2 separate regions of the Thunnus thynnus genome follow, and region 1 is linked to region 2. Evidence: chromatin contacts called from public Hi-C data. All regions are on one chromosome and are shown on one strand. The core of a region is the stretch at or near the end of the contact, and the rest is flanking DNA. Distances in the headings are between cores, read along the strand shown.

What was found. Hi-C and Micro-C count contacts between places; a contact is called where the count stands out from the background.
Region 1: a contact with region 2 is called in a Hi-C map of muscle, with 7 times the contacts expected there. The contact joins the promoter of akirin2 here to the promoter of rngtt in region 2. A contact is called at or near these places in 2 of 3 Hi-C or Micro-C datasets (both in muscle).

Annotation. Positions count from the first base shown.
Region 1 is chr18:21,798,441-21,801,140 of fThuThy2.1, forward strand. It overlaps akirin2 (akirin 2), which reads left to right and starts at 1,261. Exons shown (of 5, transcript XM_067573375.1): 1 at 1,261-1,786. The coding sequence starts at 1,615.
Region 2 is chr18:21,656,856-21,659,660 of fThuThy2.1, forward strand. rngtt (RNA guanylyltransferase and 5'-phosphatase) reads left to right here and starts at 1,379. Exons shown (of 16, transcript XM_067571633.1): 1 at 1,379-1,793. The coding sequence starts at 1,730.

The DNA.
Region 1 (2,700 bases), core at 11-2,510, 140 kb after region 2:
CAAATGTTGCAATACCAGAGACTTACACAGCCTCTTTCATTTCTCTACATTTCAAAATATGTGTGTGTGTGTGTAGAGGTGGTTGAGGAAGTGGTAGTGATAGAAAGGAAATGTCTCAAACTTTTGTGTGTGTGTGTGCAAGGGATGGGTTCTCAGGGAGTTTTCCATGCCATGAATAAGCTTTGAAATGTCCAAGTACTTGTTTGTAAATCAATTGTTTTGGTCAGTAATCCTTAGTACTGCCACCATCCCACGTACATAACTGTTTATCATCATAGCAGTGAAACTCATTTCCCTCTTTATGAGTTGGCTATCAATTTACAGACTTATAATTTCACTTTTTCTTCGACATAACTTTATTCTGAGGCACTATTGTCTTGTTTGAACCAGAAAATGCCCCCAATTGACCACTGAAAACTGTACTTACAAATAACATAGCTGCAAAGAAATCACATTAAATACCCAAACACTGGATTGGTTACATTTCAGACGAGCTGGCTTCCTTTTCCAATTGATTTTAGGGAATGTTAACAAAATCAAGTTAAAATGGCTAGGATTTTTTTTTTTTTTTTTTAACTTATAATGTAATAATAGTTATGGGAGGTGAACACCCATTTTGTGCATAAATATGTTAGTGTAGTATAAATATAATATTGAATCTCTTGTAGCTCAGATTTGAGACTATGCTGACTACTTTCAAATCCAAACTAAAGACCTACCTTCTTTTAATTAAATTGTGTAATACACTGTATTTTATGTGGTCTGATCTACAATTTTACATACGTTCACAACTGATTACAAACCAGCTTGCATCTTTTATCATTGTCCTTGTGATTTGGCCTGCTCCTACAAATTGATCTATTTTTTGTCAGTTTTATTTGTGTGAATGTTTTTATTGTTTTTATTCTGTGTGCTTTTGCTTGTTTGCTTTTATTTTTTTATTGTGTGCTTTTGCTTGTTTTCTTTTATTGTTATTCTTATGATTTGTTTCTTGTGCTTTTGCCTGTGTACTCTGTAAAACTCGGGTTACTTCTAGGTATGAAACATGCCTTGCTTTGTATAAATACGTAAAAAAGTTTCAAAAGAAAGAGAAACTTTTCAGAGGCTTTGAGGCTTGGTTTTAACAAACAAAACAATTTTGAAAAAAAGCACAGAATGTGGGTTTTCGGGAAATGTAGTACTCGAGATAATAAACTAATGATTGTTATGGGGAATAAAAAACTACAAGTACCAGCATGAGACCGCTTTCACGCGCATGCCCATTAGCGACAAAATAGAACAGAATAGAAGGTAAGCTAGTGAGCCGTTAAAGGTACTCGGAACAAGTTCGGCGAAATCTGTAATCATCAGACTTTACGCCACATTTAACCTAAATTATTTTATCCAGTTTATCTCAAGATCTCTTTGGTAACTTTAACTTTTTGCGATTTACCAGCAGAAGATAACGAGAGACGAAAAAAGTGCGTATTTGTCTTCAGTCCGGAGTCGCCGACCCAACCTAGATAACGTTAGCTAGCAGTAGTAGCGCAGACCGGGGCCCAGGCCGGCGACTTCCCCCAGATAACACGGACTTTTATGTTTTATAGTTTAGCTTTATAGACACGTTTCAGCGCGATGGCTTGTGGAGCTACTCTGAAAAGGACTCTGGATTTTGACCCGTTAATGAGCTCGGCTTCCCCGAAAAGAAGGAGGTGCGCCCCGGTCATGTCTCCGGTCTCTTCACCGCAGAAATATCTGCGTATGGAGCCCTCACCTTTCGGGGAGGTGTCCTCCAGGCTCACCACAGGTAGGAATTTAAGGTCACAGATTAGGCCTGTATATAAATATATATGTCTTTAATCTGTAACGTTAGTTGATTGTATTAAAACCCAACACAAGTGCAAACCGGGCTACGATTGGTAGCAGCGTAGTGCTGGTGTTAATAGTTGTATCCAGAGTGGAAGAAGTAGGCTACTTAGATCCTTTACTTGAGTAAAAGTACAAAAACAGCATTGTAAAAATACTTCATTACAAGTAAAGGTCCTGTATGAAAAATCCTACTCAAGTACAAGTACATATGTATAAATACCAGAATGGTTTGGTCCCTCTGACTGATATATTATTATTATATATGACATCATTAGATTATAAATACTGAAGCATCAGTATTAGAGCAGCATGTTACTGTTGTAGCTGCTGGAGGTGGAGCTAGTTTCAACTACTTTATATACAGTTAGCTAGTTTACTCCAGTGGTTCCCAACCTAGGGGTCGGCCCCTCCAATGGGTCACCAGATAAATCTGAGGGGTTGTGAGATGATTTATGTTAGAGGAAAGAAGAAAAAACAAAGTTCTTATACACAAATCTGCTTTCAGTCCCCGACTACACACTGCTTTTAAGACATCAAAAGCCAAAAAGGTTGGAAACCACTGGTTTCATCTTTAACAATGTGTTGTATTTTAAAAGCTTGTTATATTATCCATTGTGTCAAATCTTCATCTGAAAATCTGTGAGGTTGAATGAATGTTATTAATGTTAATCCTTTCTTACAGAAAACACATGTAAAGGAACAAATGTGACTTATTGTCCATTTGTAAATTCAGTATACTTTAATTCAATGTGTAGCAGTTTTTCTACATGAAACTTTGTTAATAAGAATTAGTTTACCCTGGACTGGGGAAGTGCTGTACATTGGTATGATGGCAGGAAACATTCCTTCAAA
Region 2 (2,805 bases), core at 129-2,628:
ACAAGCTTTCTTATTCTTAGAGTGCAAAATGGTTTAAACTGCTTTTAATCAATTTCATTTGTGATTGGAGTATTTAGATCTATGAATGTGTGATTTTGCTTGCAATGAGATCATACTGATTATATTGTACTCATTAGCTTTAGCATAAGAGTAATTAGTACAACAAAACAGTACATGTTGATAAGGAAGGGAAAATTCTGAGCCAAAGTGTTGATATGATGCACTGACATGCTGCCAAAACTTCTGAGACTGGGGTCCCAAATAAACATAAAATAGACATTGATCTTCAGGTCCCCGTTCACAAAAATTACAATATATATCCATGTCCTTTTGAAAATTTTGTAAAAAAAAAGAACTTTCTTCTTAAACTCATCAGTCTATTCTTGTTGATTTACTGAGTAACAAAGGCTATTCCATGTGAGCTATTGCTAAGAAACTGAAGATCTCATAAAACAATATTTACTACTTCCTGCGGACAACAGCGCAAACTGGCTCTAACCAGAATAGAAAGAGAAGTGGGAGGCCCCGGTGAACAACTGAGCAAGGGGAGAAGTACATCGGAGTCTCTAGTTTGAGAAATAGGCACCTCATATGTCCTCAACTGGCAGCTTCATTAAATGGTATCCACAAAACACCACTCTCAATGTCAACAGTGAAGAGGCGACTCCAGAAAGAAGAAAAAGCCATATCTGAGACTGGCCAATAAAAGGAAAATATTAAGATGGGCAAAAGAACACATACATTGGACAGAGGAACATTGTAAAAAAGTGTTATGGACAGACAAATCTAAATTTAAGGTGTTTTGATCACAAAGAAGAACATTTGTGAGAAACATAACAAATGAAAAGATACAGGAGGAGTGCTTGATGCCATCTGTCAAGCATGGTGGGGGAAATGTGATGGTCTAGGGGTGCTTTAGTGATGGTAAAGTGGGAGACATGTACAGGGTAAAAGGGATCTTGAATAAGGAAGGCTATCACTCCATTTTGCAATGCCATGCCATACCCTGTGGACAGCACAGTTTGACGGTATGGTATGTAAGAAGTGCCAATCAAGCCAATCCAACTTGTGGGAGGTGCTCCAGGAAGCATGGGGTGAAATTTCTTCAGATTACCTACACACACACACACACACACACACACACACACACACACACATATATATATAGTTATATATAAGTTATATGGCATTTTTAAAAGACAGTGTGTTTTAAAACCCATAAATAAATGTTCTGCGATCATGTGTCCAAACGGATTTTGTAGTTTGGTGTCCTTTCTCGTATGTACCTGCAGGTGACAGTATTACGCAGGATGCCGTCTAAACTACAGACATTAACAACCAGAAGAAGAAGGCTAGCTAGTTTAGCCCCAGCTAGCTAGCTCGTTTTGCGACTGCTACGTTAATGACGTTATGCTAGCTACTTGCTAACAATCTGGACGTACGGAAAGCTGACCAAAATATAACTTCATATCTGAGATGCTGTTCTGCTGTGAGTCATAACAACATATGTTTCGTGTAGATGTCTGCCGGCCCGTCAGGAGGTTGATCGGGCTCAAACTTAGTGGATGATTGTCCTGAATTAGTATCCAGAGGGCCTTGAGTCCGCGGTGCTCGAGTGAGCGACAGCCAGGGATTACCGCGACCTCACCGGGTGACCATCCAGCCACACGGGTAGCGAGGTTTTAACTATTACCAGTGATTCACTGCACCGAAACCTCTCCCCCTGAACATGTCACACACCGGACCCCCTCCTCGATGGCGGAATTGCCCTAGAAGAGGACAACCTGTGGCCGGTGAGAGAAAGAAAACACAACGATAGATTAACAAGCTTCATTCACGCTGCTAATGCTACTAGCTACGTAGTGGGAGTCTTGTGTTTATCGCACAGCATGCTGGCAGTAGTGGAAACGTTATGACCCGCTTTTTAATTTGCTAAACGTTCTGATATAACAAGCAGTACGTAGCTATTTTGGGTCATTTTCAGTCACACATAAATGCCAGGTTAGCATCACAACACTGTCAAGTTAACGAGCAGTGTAGTCCTAATTAATATTATTTTATTTAAAGAAGTGATGGTTGGTGTGAAATTGACTTCCGATTTGACTAGATGTTACTAACGAACTATAGGAGCTCAAACGTTTTAAAGAGTGTGTACGTTTTTTAGTTGTAGCGAGGCCAACTTAATTTGCCAGTTTTCTGAATGAAGTTTGTAATGGTTCGCGCTTGTTTAGCTAACGTGGCACCTGTGGCTAACGCTCTGTCAACATTCAACTCTCTGTAGACATGCGTGTTTTCCCCTCGCTAATAATTCTAATTTAATTATTTGTGGGCTGTGTTTCGTTCATTTATTTCCCATTTTTAGAAAATATATTTGAAAACAGTCACGGGGTTGGGCTGGCTCCGTTGTCGATCACGTGTCAAAACAAACCGAAGCGATAGCGTGGTTGTGCTTCACTTTAAGATGCTATGCAGTGTGGTGGTCGTTATCCATGAAAGGACAGGTTCATAATTTTTCAAGTCTGTCTTAAAACAACAGTCAGGAGCCCAAATGAACATTGAAATTGTTTTTTCTTGCTGTAATCATTCCTCCTGCCCATACTGATCATTAGAATATCCTTCATAATGCACATACAATGTAAGTGATGGGGCCAAAATCCACAGTCCTCCTTCTGTGCAAAAAACGCATTTAAAAGTTTATCTGAAGCTAATATGACGCTTCAGCATCCAATTTAGTCAAATCAAGTAGATATCTTTCAATGTTAGTCTTTTTTGTGCCAAAGTCCCTCTTTCTGTTATTCCACCACA